Regions from separate parts of the Xenopus tropicalis genome. Here region 2 is linked to region 1. Evidence: chromatin contacts called from public Hi-C data. All regions are on one chromosome and are shown on one strand. The core of a region is the stretch at or near the end of the contact, and the rest is flanking DNA. Distances in the headings are between cores, read along the strand shown. Region 1 holds the start of atp2b1 (ATPase, Ca++ transporting, plasma membrane 1). Region 2 has its middle 150 kb from the start of atp2b1.

Region 1 (7,284 bases), core at 3,924-6,423:
CATCTTAAAAGTTCTGAATTGAAAGTGAAAGTAACTGTCTGCCACACCTCTATGCCTAAGGCATAGAGGCGGGGCAGGCAATATATGATTGACAGCTGGGATTTTCAAATGCTTTTATAATGGGTATGGATGTGGTAATAAAAAAAATGATTTTGGGTTTCATGTTTAATTTGAAAAGGGCTTTTATTATACAGCTTTTTATTTCTGGGTGACAGGTCCACTTTAAGGGTCCTATACATGAGCTGACAACCTGCTGACTCCAGCAGCTTTTATCAGCCTATGTATGGTCACCTTAAGGCATTCAAAATAATTACTAGAAGTTCCTAAACCTGTTGTGTCAACCCAACTTTCACTTCTCAACCTTTAGAATTTCTAATATTAACAGACTACTGAAGCACAAATATGCCTTCTCATTAAAGAGCATGGGGGATCAAGTAGATAATGTAAAAGCATCAGGCAAATAATTTTTCAGGAAACTATAAAGTACATTCAAAGACCACGTTTCAGTATCTCTTCAAATTACATGATGAATCACAAGTTGCAAATTGCAATTTTTATATGAATCTGTACTAAATGTCTGGCTGTACGAGTAATTAGCCAGTAAATGTAAACATCATAATTTCTCACTGGATAAAGTTCATGTTTTTCTGTCATTTTAGTAATGCACTTAAAACAAACATTATTACTTTCTTCCCACTGCTGAATATAAAAACCATAATGAATGTGAATATATGTTGACTTAATTGAGCAGAAATCACCTTGTAGGCAGCATGGATTGCTGCATTGCCTCGTGTTTTAGAATTTATGATTTTATTTTCACATTTTCATTCACAGAGCTCCATGCAAATATATGGCTCTACAAATGATTGCAGTTGATGTCTACAACCCATATAAAAAGAACTGTGTTTTACAGGCAGTGCAAATTATTAAATTGTTCAGATTGGTGTTATATACTACAAGCAAAATTTACATAAAAAAAGGTTTGAATAAGAAGGATAACAGGTAAGCAAAAACTACATGTTATAAAGGCATTCCCTTTATTGCAGTTTTGTGTGATTACAGTCAATATTTTACAAGGTTATATGGAATTCATCATTCACTGAATGCCCTGCCCCAATTATTGGTACAATCTAATATGCTAATGTGTGTAAGTATATGTTTTCATAGAACAGATGCGGACCAATACAATACTTAAAGTAAAACAATAAAAATATACAATTACATTGAAAATTTTGTGTTAAAAAACAAGGAGTCCCCTGCTCCACAGAGCTTACAATCTAAGTAAAGAACAAGCTTTACTACAGCAAAGACCTGTTTGCTAATGTTTCCTAGAGCTGTGTGAACTGTACTTTGAATATATTTCCCCTTAGAAGGCCCCTATCACCCCCTCCAGAGGTACTGGCTAAAAGAGTACCATGCTACTGTATCCCAACAAAATAAACGTAAAACATTCTTTAAGGCCTATCTACAAAGGTGGTGACATTGTAAATCAATATTATTTTAACCTTTCCTTTATCTAAATATACATAGTTTACCACCAGGGGCATACTATACATTTCATGTTAATTTTTTTTGCACTTATTTTACATTTTATTCAAAATCAATATTAATCTTTGAGGTATTTTTCATGCAAATCCTGTCACTTTTGCATTTTGTTTTGTTTCCATATTAGTTGTAGATGTCACGTTGATTCGGTCATGAAATACCAGAAATTAGGTCTTCCAACCATTTACGGTCCACAGGGGGAGAGCATTGTACTGCACTTTATCTTGAAAAAAGGCTGAACTGTTGGATTTGTTTCTAAAGCATTAAGTGTGTATAATATGTATGAGGCTTATATATACAATTTATATATATTTGTTATTTGTGTATCCAGTCTAAATGGTAGTGTTGTTTTCTGTGGAAACGATCATCTAAGGCAGTGCTGTCCAACTGGCGGCCTGCGACCACCCTCTGTGTGGCCCCCCACCTATCTGGCTGCTTTGATGGCTTACCTTTGTGGAAGCTTTAAATGGTATCAGTACTGAGATTAACTGGCCCCCTGCATGGTTCTCACCTCAGATTCAGGCTGTAATCCTCCTGTATTGTTTAAAAATGTAATCCCCTGTGTTGTTCACATCTTTTAATACCTGCATTGTTCAACCCCTGCAGTGTTCACACCCCAGGCTCAGGCTGTAATCACCCCCATTGTTCACACCTCAGACATAGGTACTGTAGGTACCTATGTAGGTACTGCCTGGACTATGCTGCCTGTGTGTATGGCACACACAGGGAGCATAGGGTAGGCAGAGTATGGCACACACAGGGAGCATAGGGCAGCGAGGGTATGGTACACACAGGCAGGGTAGGGCAGGCAGAGTATGGCGCACACACAGGCAGCTAAGGGAAGGCAGAGTATGGCACACACAGCCAGCATAGGGCAGGTGGAGTATGGCACACACAGGCAGGGTAGGGCAGGCAGAGTATGGCACACACAGGCAGGGTAGGGCAGGCAGAGTATGGCACACACAGACAGCATAGGACAGGCAGAGTGCTGCCTGTGTGTGCCATACTCTGCCTGCCCTATGCTGCCTGTGTCTGCCATACTCTGCTTGCCCTATGCTGCTTGTGGGAGGTGAACCTGGCAGGTGTTTGTTGTGGGAGTTTGATAGCAGTTGGAAATAGCCATTCAATGGTCCCTAAGGTGTGTAATTATGTACTGGGCTTTGCTGTGCTATTCACAGGGGAGGAGGCATATGGAATTTAAGGGTATATCTTAATATGACATAATATAATTCTTTCACATATGAATGACGGTTGATATCCCCACAGTAAGGGCCAAGCATTTGGGATTTTGCTGTGCTACCACCATTGTGATAAAATAGGTGTGGTTTAAAGTGGGTGTGGTTTCAAAAGGGGGAGTGGTCAAAACTGTCTTCCATTAGCGGCCCTCCACCATGTATGCTAGAGAAACTCCGGCCCTCGGCACCGCAGAAGTTGGACAGCACTGAGCTAAGGGATTATCAAAAATATAACATACTGAGAAACACCAGATGCCTGACCATTTTTCATGTTTTCATGAAGTATAACAACATCATATTTAAAACTATATTCAGTGATGTAACCAGATATTGAGTACACACCCAAAAACATCTTCAGGACCTCTAAATCTTGGGGAAATTCTTACACACCTCTAAATTAAATTCATACATCAATCAGATGTATGTACACTTATGGCCATGTGATCCCCAAACAGATGTTGGGTCTGCTCCTCTCTATATTTAGGTATCTGATTTTATTTAGGGTTAAGGAGAAGGTAACATTCTTGGGAAACAAATTTTCTTTGAGGAATTTGCACTCTATGGAACATTATGTTTCTCCTCAATTGTTTTTTGCAAAGTAGTTATGCACCAATCCAGAACATTACAATAAAGAATTAAAAGATTATATTAGTATACAAAGCATGGTTTCTAATAAGCTTTTTAGCTCATAGATATAAAGTCATTCCACCTTTTTTTCCCCCCAAGCACATGCATTCAGTATACACTGCATATATTTTTCTATAAACTGAACTATAACTAGTATGTTTTTGCATATATATTTTACACCTTAGGATAATGTCAAGCACAAAATCGGTTGTTACAAAAATTGATTTATAACATGATGAAAAAAAGGACAAAAATAAATTGGAAATATATTACATTCTCCTTTCTGCCCTCCTATCTCATACTTTTGTGGGTTTCCTTTGAGTACTCCAGTTACCTGGCTCCTAATAAAGGTAACTAAAATGAGTATCAATCTGATAGGGACAAGGGGGCAGGGATCGACGTGTATAATGTAAAATCTGTGAAGCAATACAAAACATATGGGTGCTATATAAATAAGAGAAGATAATAATCTGTCAGATATCTTCTTTAAAAATAGCTTTGGTATTAGTTGGGATTACTCCACGTGCTCAGGTGATAGGTTTGTCTCTTGGCCATTAACTTATCTTCTTCAAGCATTTGTAATTTAACTATCCTTCTTTGTTTCATTCAGTATTTTAGTTTTCTGTTCAGCACAACAGTAGGCATAACAAGATAGAAGAGTTTAATATTATTATTACATATGCAGGAGAAAGAAGGCAGGCCTTTGTATACTAGGAAATATAACCCAACAAATCACAAAGTCCTTATTTTAAATGGGGTGCACACAACAGAATGTGTTCATATTCATATACCTTGAATCTCAAATGTGTAAGGACTGCAGCACAACAGCAGTGCTTACAAATTTCTACTAGGAAACATGCAAACATAACAGTGTCTACAGTAATTTACTAACCCCCTACTTAGATTGTTAGCTCTACAGGACAGAGATCTCATTCCACAGGAGTTGCAGAGCTAAAATAAATAATACATAGTGAATCATTACAAGCAGTGACGTAACTACTAGAAGATACCTAGGTCCACAGGGAAATAAATAAGACATGAAACTTCTCATTAGTTAGTCCCCTATTTCTACTGGGTCCCCTAATATAACAGGTTCTACTTCTTCTATAGATTTATTTTATTAACACAACATCCTCTACACGCTTGCTACACAGGTTATAACTCCTCTACATATAGAGGAGTTATGTAGAGGATATATATATATATATCCTCTACAGCTTTACGCTCAGCCCCACTTGCTAAGCGTTTGGCACTCACTGAAACACAAAACTGGAGACACAATCGTACTGACAAATTCCCCGTACTTCTCCAAACATGAATAGCAAACTGCGCAGTTTGCGCCCTCATACTAAAGCAACAGTTGTTGCCGCAAATTAAAATCCCAACAAAACCAGCCGCAATAGCGAGTGACTCGACACCTGCCAAAACACCGCCTGACACCAACAATCACAGAGCTCATAAAGCGGAACCCTCGCCTATTTATATATACAATGTCCAGTGCGACGTCATGGAAAGAAGTACGTCAGAGCCAATTAGGCAAGAGGAATTGCCTGGGTGGGCGAGGCTTAGGAAGAAGGCCGGGTATGCGCGCACCTCCTAAGCTTGGTCCAGGGCGCGAACCAATGTCCAAGCGGAGACGCTGAAGAGGACGGAAACGTCACAACCCGGTGAGCGAGTGCCCGCTAAGCGTCGACCCGAATCACGTGACGCCCGGGGGCATATCGGTGAGGGGAGGAGTAGGCAGATCCGTTGGGAGGAGATTGAGGTAGTGGGCTGAAATAAAGAAATGAATAAAATAAGCAGGGGCGAGGAATAGAAATTAAATAAGCAAGAGGGCACCGTACTCATTGGGCATCCCCTCCTCCCGCACGCTCCTCCCAGCGCAGTGACATTGCCAGCCGGGTCCCAGAGGAGTTCCCTTTCTCGGCTGCCTGTTCTTAGTATGGGTGCGGGGGTGAGTTGGGTGCTTAGTGTGTGAGGCGCATGAGTGAGTGCATATCGGCAGCCGCACGCTCTTTTCTTCATCTTGGCGATTTTGTTCCACGGATTCTAAACTGCCTCCTGCTGCTGCTGCTGCTCGGATGGCTGCCTAGTCCCGCTCTGGAGGGAGGCCACTGGGATTGTACCAATTCTCCCTTTTGGTTTCAGTCAGGTCCCTTATCACCGGGGCTTCCCCTCCTCCTCCTCATCTCCTTGATCACCACTCCCCTGTCCCCTCCCTCTGCGCCCCCACCCCCCCCATCGCTCCGGCTTCACTCGCAGCTCCCGGCCACTGCCACCAACTGCCGCCTGCAAGTCAAGCACCCAGGGGCCGGGGAGGGGAAGACCATGCTGTGAGGGGAGCCAGTCCTGCTTCTCCGTCTGCACCGCCCAACTCAGGTAAGCGGCACCTAACGGAGCCAGTGGCCGCTAGGTCTCCTCCATATTTTTCTGCCCTTGTGCTTCTGGGCAGGTGCCCTGCTGCTCTGCCCTTTGCACTCCAGCCCTTCCACCTGTGGCAGAACCGTGGCTCTGAGCATTCATTCGCGGGGGTTGTAATTAGCTTGCGGAGCCGCAGGTGAAAGAGCTCTGCTTCATGGCTCTCTTGGTTTGTGAGAGAGAAAGCTAGCTCTGCACCAATCTCCAGCCTGCAGGGACAGGATTACAGGGCAGCTCTTGGCTCCTGCTGGATTGGCACCGGCCCTAGGGAGGACGTCATTTTATGTGAGTGGGTAACAAAGGGATATGCCTTGTGGGTGCCACCAGTTTCATTTCTTGGCATCCGGTACTTAATGTGTCTCTGCCCTGCTGTGACCTTGACTTCCCTCAGTAAAGAGGTTTGAGGGGAGCAGGCTTCTTGATTTTGCACCCTGATGGACCCCCCCCCCCTTCTACTGAATGGTAACAAAGATGCAAGAGCTGGATTAGTCTGTCTGCTTCCATCTGACAAAGGCAGATGAGTCTATGAGCCAGGATGGTGACAGGCAGTGCAAGCTCACAGCACCTTCCTGCACCTTGCAAGCTGTCACTTCATACTTGCCAGTATCTGAAATTCATTTCCAGGGACAGTTGGCTGATGTGCCATATGGGGCTCGCTGTAAGTGGGCATAGTGTGTGTGCCACCTGCCATATATGACAAATCTCATTTAGAAATCGTAGTTCAGTTCTGTTTAAAAAGCAAAATTTGCTAAATGGCATAGAGGGAGAACTGCCACCTAAATTTGCATTAAGGTAAGCATGAAAATTCATTTTCCTGCATTTAGGCAGTTTGTCGTGGAGCTGTCCTTTGTGATTTGGGAGTGTTGGTATCTATGTGCTCTACGCTTTGCCGTTTACATGGATTTATTTATGTTACTGAGCAGGGATATCCAACCTGTGGCCCTCCTTTCAGCACTGGCTCTTAGAGGTTGCAGGTATTGTAATACTAAAACAGTCATTCCGACATCCATGGTACAGAGCAACAGATTTATGTTATCAGTAAGCTGCTGATCTGAACCGCCTGTGCAAAGCATACTAGTACATCGCTCTGGAGATGCTATTTTTGCACTCGTAAATCCCTAATTGCAAGGCAAGTGTTAGATGATTAAACTGGTTATACTATGTATCTTTCATAGTTTGCTGTGTTTTCCTCTAGACTGTATTATAAGGGAAAAAAGGCTTAAAATATTGCTTAAAAAGTCATCAAAGCAGAGATGGTGTTTGAATGTTTTTGCATGTGTTGATTAAATATCTGGGATTATGACACCGGCTGCTTACTACATCAGAAGGCTAGCCTTCATGTGCTTTATTCCAGGGACTCTCCACTTTGAGTTGGACTTCCCCATCACATGGTTTATTTCTGCCAGAATGTAGTTTGTGTGACTTTGTGGTCTAGTTATATATGTCTGATCCGTAATAT
Region 2 (7,606 bases), core at 2,609-5,108, 150 kb before region 1:
TGGGGTCCCCCAATATACCACCAGGAGGTTACCACCAGCTGCTAACCTACCCCAACTTTTTGATGTTTCCAATGAGCCACCGCCCCCCTCCCTAGCAGTGACATTTAACACTACTTTGGCCCATAATCCATGAGAAGGAGTTACCTTTAACAACTGGTATACCATAAGGGTGGAAGGGAGATTTTCTGTCCCCCCATTCTCTGGAAGCAAGCACAGCATCTCTGGCAGCAAGCTGGAGAAGACAGAAAGTGCCATGATGTCACCACCGCTCAACGTTTCTTCCCCAGCCTGCTCTAAGCTAATTTTTTTTTTGTGGAAGGAGCACTCTTGGCTGTCCCCTTAAACTAAGATTTTATGGCATTTAAAAATGTATTGGTTGAGGAGAACTTTCCACCTCATATAAAACAAGAGCTGGGCAAAGGACCAATGCTTTGGTCAGGGTGACATTGGTCATGGTGAAGTACTAATGTACTTCATTGTTCTGTGTGTTTGTTTTAATTCATAGTATAACTCCGTTTCTATTCATAATAATGTCATTACTAAAAATGTTAAGGTACTTTCATGAAAACATGATACTGCCAAGTAGGCATACCTGCTAAAAGGCCGGGTTTCCCCAAGCTTTATAACTATATGTCGCACAGGGATTTTATGATCTGCATGAAACTGAAATGAAATTTACAGGCCTATTACAAAGCATGCTAACAGCATTTTAGAGTGCTTTTTAAAAATATTCCCACAGACTTCAGCAAAAGGCAATGCCAAGCCAACTATTTCTGTTTTCATCAGTCTGCATTAGTCAGAAGGATTATTTCTTTCTTAATAAAGAAGGAAAAAATAAAAAAGGATATTTATTTTAATAGCAGTTTTGTCTCCAGTGTCTGTGACTCAGGAAACACCACGGGAGGGACAGCTAAATAAAACCCCACACTGAGAATCTTATTAATATTTTCGATTTGTTTAGTCTTAGCCTATTAACTGTACCGCCGACTGAACATTATAAAACAGTTTGAGAATCCAAAATCTGCAAAGCATGCTTATGATAAGCCAGAAGAAGAAAAGAAAATAAGAACTATTTACCTAACAAAGTGAAATGATCACATTGTGCTAGTCACTGAGCACTGTAATCAAGTTCACTTCTCACAATGCTTGGGTTATATAGAGCACTCAACAAAAGATAGTAATTATCAGCTGCCACGGCTCCAAACTGTTACGTTCCCTGTGCTTTTGCAAGGTTTTGTCAGCTTATAATCTGAAAAGCAAATTAGAACCATTTTAGGAATATTTGTAAGACAAACAGAGTCATTTAGGAATATATTTGCCCATATGTTGAAACACATGCAGTTCAAGAGTCTTGTATCATTAAGTAGTAATGATATGGTGAGTATTTATTTTTTATATGTATTTATCTAATTTGCTATTGTAAACATAAATTCAATGCTATTTTACATTTCTACATTTTTGATCCACTGTCATAATTATGTTTTTCCACCTTTGGACTGAATTGCTGAGAGACTGGCAGAGCCAAACCTGGGGCCTTACCTGCCCCATCTAGGCCCTCCCATCCTGGGGACTTATAACAGCAAATGACTGCCCTCAGGTCACATGGCTTCCTAATGGACATTGCTAATGCCACACTTTTTTACACTTTTGATGAAAAGGTAGCCTCCTTAGCACAGAGGTACAATAAATGGTAAAAAGATGAGTAATACAAATAGCTGCTCCTTTCTTATACTGAATTATGTGCAGTGTTTGTGTACTGGAGCACTTATCTGTATGCATATATCTGTTGCCTGTCGGAATTCTTGTGCATGAGACTGCAGTGTTAGAAAGTTTGTGTTGCCTAGGCTTCATTTATGTTAATGTGACCAGATTAACTCATTTAAATGGAGACACATAAAAAAACACCTAATAGGCAGCAATGATTTTATTACACATATGCAATGCTGACATAATCAAATAAAAATATATGTTTATTTGACCTATATAGGTTAAGACAGATTTTACTTTGACTCTCCTCTTTGTGGTTGTCAACTGGTTCCAATGGTAATGACTTTTCAGGTGGATTATTTCACTGGGATGTAAGCACATTGACAGGGAACCAAGACACACAGGATGAACCCATTCACCATGATATAGCCTCTGAGCTGAATGTATTTATTTTTCATATACTGTATATATAAATACACGTGAAAGCAGGTACTCACGTAAAAAGTCAGTAATTATGCCTGGGTGAAGTCCAACTGTAGCATCGTAAAAATTCAGAAGAAAGGTGCCGCACTTGTGGAGGCAGCCAAAACATTTGACCTAAATAAAACCTTTTTGCTTTTCTTAAAACCTGTGAGAGAGGCACCTTTCTTCTGAAGTTATATATATACAGTATATATATAATATATATATATATGTTACAGTTAAGTTATTAGTTACCTCCTAACTGACCTGCCCCACCCAGTTACTCTAAAAAAATACTAAAAAAAAACCCAACCCACTTACTGATAAGCCTTGTCCACCTCATCCATGGCACAGGACTGTGCTAAAACAATCTTCAGTCATTTTTAGCATTGTGTAAAATTACAAAATTAACTGAATGTTTTTATTCGTCCAACCTCAAGAGGAACACATTTAAAAAAACCTTTTAACACATCCAGGTTACAATTTGAATCATGATCCTTTGCTCTGCTCCACTTATATCTGACCATTTGGTATCTGACTGGTATTCAAATTAGGCCCTGACATTTGGTACACAGAGACCCAAACAGCCCCCCAGCAGCCTAATAAATAGTGTCTGTCTATCTTTGGCATCTTACAGCAGCCCCTCTGGCTTGGCCTTGGACACCTTGAAATATATATTTTTAGCCCTGGTTCTGGTTATTTGGCACATGAGTACCTAGATATAACTTAGCCACAGTATATAAAACATTGTATTTGCACTGAAAACCCTTTCTTTCCAGGCTAATAGCAATTCACAAACATGTTACTTACACTTTGAAATAAGCATGGTTTCTTTTTTTTAAATTCACTGTTATCACCAAGACTTGAAGATAGCAAGAAGGAAATGATTGTTACTGAAACCTGTACCAAAAGTTTGCACATGGAAAGCTTGCTTATTAAAGTCTATAGAAACCATTCAATATATCAAGTGCAAGTGAGTTACTATGACACCACTGCATTGTATCGAGCCACTCATTTTATTTTATGAGACATTCCAAACCTGCATCTTTTCCAAAAGCTTGAACAAAATTTAAGAGGTTTTCTTCAGCACTTTGTCTTTTGAAGTAGTTCAATACTGTATTTTGAAACTGCATTCATAGCTGTGGCATGTAGTATGGCTTGAGGCATGAAACGTTCCTAATGACACAATTAAATCAATGGCTGTTGTGTCAATACTTACCACAATAAAAGAATGAATAACAAAGCCAGATAAAAGAAGTAAAAAAAATAGAGTGACTAACAATAACTACTTGCAGTACTTACTCTTAACAGAAGTAAAAGCAATGAAAAACAACTTCAAAGTATGTTTGTTAACTAACAAACCACTTGCACCCTTTGTGCCTAACTGCAGATTCTCTCTTCTTTTGTGAGTACAAAATGCACACTCCATAATTACAAACCTAAAATAATGGCACATATTTAGAAATAAACTCACTTGAAAAACAAAACTCTCTCCAGAAAGGCTGGAGAGATCTTGAGATCTTATACGTTCAACCTTTTCACTTCTGTAAATAAATTGTTCTGTTTGCGCTGAATTGCAAAGGAGTTAATAGGTTAATGCCTGTTGGTCATATGGATTTCCTGACCTTGAAGTTAAGAGCGTTCTAATTATACATGCTAGAGAAACTGTTAGGCAGAGGTGTATTATGAGACAGATCCACAGGGTGATGCTGTGCTTCCAAGCGTAGGAGGTGAATATTACACCCAGGGTAATACCTGTAAAACTGAGCCAAAAATGTTAATGTCTATAAAGAGAGACATGTACAAGCATATGTTTGCTAGGATCTAGGGAGAGGAAGTCAGGACTAATTGCAGCCGTGAGGATTCAGAGCACAAACACTGAATAACAGAGTAGATCTTCTGACAACAAAAATATAGTGACGAATGCTTAGAATCAAGTTATTCTGACACCAAATGGCATGTTGTAACATTAACAGATACAGTAAAAGCTTCTTTCTAACTTGGCTAGCCATGCTATCAACTTCATTTCCCTCTGCTCTTTTAAGTGTTTCCATTTTAACATTCAAATCTATCATGCAACCACATTAAAATAACATCCATCACATTCAGCGACCACAAAAACTTCACATACCATTTATACAGCAGTATCTTAAACTCATCTCTATACCATTACAAACAACCTTACCCATCATAATGTGCTTTGCGCCTGAAGCTCCTCGTGATATGCACAGTCATCAGATTCACCACAGATTCCTGGCAGCAGACTATAAAACTTCAAAATTACCTTGTTCTGTAGAGTCAGTTCTACCCATTACATCTTTTTTAAAGGAGAATGCAAGTCAAAATTTAAAAATCATACTGCCCAATAGTCCTCCTATTGTTTAGTAAAAAAGCCACACTTTTGGCTCACCTAATCAAATATTTACTCAGTCACACTTACTTCACATTTTCTAGAACAGGCAGCCATCTCTAAAAAGGTATTCTCCCTTCCTTTCCCTCCTTGCTTCATACTGCACATGTGTTTCATTCCCTCCCCCCTCCCCTCTGCCAGATCCGCTTCTGATTGGCTGGTGGGCATGTGTAGCTCAGAACAGGAGACAGGATCAAGTTACACACATGCTCAGAGAATAGGAATGGCATTCCACAGGAAGGGGAGAGAGATTTCACTGATGTTACTGGAGTCTTCACACTGCTGTAGGCTGCCAGCACCATATCTCAGAGAAGCAAGCAGGGTTCTGGGAATTTAGATATGCAGTAAGTACTTAAAAAGAATGCCTTTAGACTTAGGAGGATTCAGTGTGACAAGACTTTTCTGTGACTTTTTCCCACACAGACTTTTTTTAGTTCAGACTTTTTAGTAAATGTCAGACATTCATGGAAATGAGTTTGTTCAAAGTTTTACTAAATCTGCTCCTAATTCTCTTTCCATTTTTTTCTCAGCCACACTTACAAAATGTACAATTTCTCTACGAGTCAGATTTAAATTCACATTTTTAATGCAATTCAAGATGTTCACAGCAAAAATACATATTTATTAAGAACAAAAAACTTTAAAACCTAAATAACAGAATTCATCACTCAAAAGCTGACAAGTACCTGCAGAAGTCAATGGGACTTGTACTTAAAATACCGGAGCTTTTTTTCAAATCGAGTTCTCAAGTTTGATTTGAAATTTGTCAAACTGATTCATATAATGGGTAGAATATGATGTCACTGTGCTCAAGTTGACTTTTTACCTTTTTAAGCGATCAAGTTTTTGAGCCTTGTGTTGTTTTAGATATTAATGCGCATCTGAGAATTTTATGTTTTCTCGAAAATTTGTATTTTTAGATATCTGCTTTTAAATATTTGCAAAAATGATTACAATAACGTACATGTTTGTAGGTATTTTATCTGTTTTATGTATCTATTTATTGCGAATCATTTGCAGTTTGGCAGAGGCAAGTATGTATTTATTCTGCTAATCGACCCCTTTGCAACTGTTCTTAGGGCAAACTATAGCATCCTCTCAGCCCTAGAAAAACCAACCTGGTTAGGGTGAAAAAGTCTAAAAGGAGATAAAGAGTCCTTCAGAATGCAAAAAATTCATTATTGAAGTCTCCTGAAAAGAGAACGTATTCACATGCCTTTCACATTTCAGAAGGCTTTTAATTGCATGTATAACATCCTCTGACATAATGTCCAATGTTCAAGGGTGTAACGAAACTCTTGGCCTTGTCAAAGACTGATGCTACATCTTCTATTTATAGTCTGCATACCTCACAACTGGCACCTCTTCACCACTGTTATCCCAGCTGCATTGGACTCCCTTTTTTCTGGTTTAGAATAATGTCAAAGAGATATATCAGTGTTCTGTCTCTATGACTTTTATCACCAAAGTCATTGCACACAGTTGTCCTTGTTGACTTCCCACAATTATAAATGGGAATTGTGCCAGTTTGTTATACTCCTGGGCAATTTCCATTTAAAATAATATGAAGCCATTTGTGAAAATTCTCTTTGTCACCAAGGTTTTTCCTAAGAACCTTTGCTGAGAAATTGCCACACGTAATTATACCCTTCGGGCTAGGACAGATGGGTGACTTTGTCACTGGGTTTAATCCTTCTATCAAAGTCAGTAAAAATGAGAGCAATGTCCCTTACTGATTAAGCCACAAAAGCGAATGTCAAGTTCGACATCCCCCTGGGAGAGCGTTTGTGAGGTAATGCTTCCTATTATAATTATATTTCTGGGTCTCATATCTTCTTGGACTAGATTTTTAGAATATTCAAATGAATTTCAAACAGTTTGCATATAGCCTATTACTCTGTGGTTCCCATGGAATATCAGCTGTGCTGCAAAAAAAAAAGACGCGCATGACAAACAATTTGTGCGACAAATGCATTTCGAGAATTTTCTGCCGTTTCGTAAATGTTTCAGCGAAACGGGACAGATTCGCTCATCACCATTAGTTTACAATCCCAAGACTTTCTGTAGTTTACCTGTGCATTTCCCCAGTTTGTACAAGTCCCTTTAAATGAGCAATTTGTTTCTTTACCCCTATCTTTGACCAATTTAATTACACATTTTAAAGGGGATTCATACCTTTGAGACAATTTGAAGAAGAAGAAGGCACCTAATTAAAAGACTATAAAAAAAATAATGAAGACCAAATAAAACGTTGCTTAGAACCTGCTGTTCTATAACATACTAAGTAAACTCAAAGGCGAACCACCCCTTTAATATACCATTAAACTTTTAGCAACAATTCTATAACTATATCTCTTTCCTTTAAATCTTCTGTAGGCAACGTTTTCTTCTAAAATGTGACGCATCGATGCAGAGGTGGAGAGAAAACTGCCTGTACTTTTCTTTTTACATTGATGTTGTTTGGTCAGTATATTAAAATAGTCTCCAGACTGTTCATCTATCAACTTCTACACCTACCCTAATCAATCAGCCACAAACCTCATCATGCATTCTCTCATTTCATATTTTTAATACCGCCACTACCTTCTCCAGAGACTCTAATGCAATCTTGTTTTGGAGCATCTGCCAGAATTATCCTTCTCCAGGCTTCATTTTAATGTGAATCTCTTCATACTGTGTGCTGCCTGTGTAAGTATAATGCATTGCAGATTCTATAACCATTTCAAATTTGTCACAGTAATTTCTTAGCTTTATATTTCTTCCATAAAGAGAAAAATATCCTCTTTACCTAAGACTTTTACTTTCACTCCCAATTTTAAAGTGAAATATATGAATTTTGCACAAAGACAAAGGGGGGGGGGGGCAAAATACTACTCAGTCCAAAAAATAATTACATAGGGGCTGATTTACTAACCCACGAATCCGACCCGAATTGGAAAAGTTCCGACTTGAAAACGAACATTTTGCGACTTTTTCGTATGTTTTGCGATTTTTTCGGATTCTTTACGAATTTTTCGTTACCAATAC

The links. A called contact is a pair of places that touch in the nucleus more often than the background predicts.
Region 2: a Hi-C map of brain shows a contact between it and region 1, with 4 times the contacts expected there. The contact joins the enhancer-like site here to the promoter of atp2b1 in region 1. A contact is called at or near these places in 2 of 5 Hi-C or Micro-C datasets (brain and tailbud embryo).

Annotation. Positions count from the first base shown.
Region 1 is chr3:55,113,015-55,120,298 of UCB_Xtro_10.0, reverse strand. atp2b1 (ATPase, Ca++ transporting, plasma membrane 1) reads left to right here and starts at 5,173. Exons shown (of 21, transcript NM_001368122.1): 1 at 5,173-5,786.
Region 2 is chr3:55,259,828-55,267,433 of UCB_Xtro_10.0, reverse strand. No RefSeq gene overlaps it. Among named protein-coding and RNA genes, the nearest start is that of atp2b1, 150 kb to the right of the region's middle. Within about 2 kb of position 3,858, at least 8 of the 11 cell types and tissues checked have an H3K27ac peak or open chromatin away from gene starts, as enhancers often do.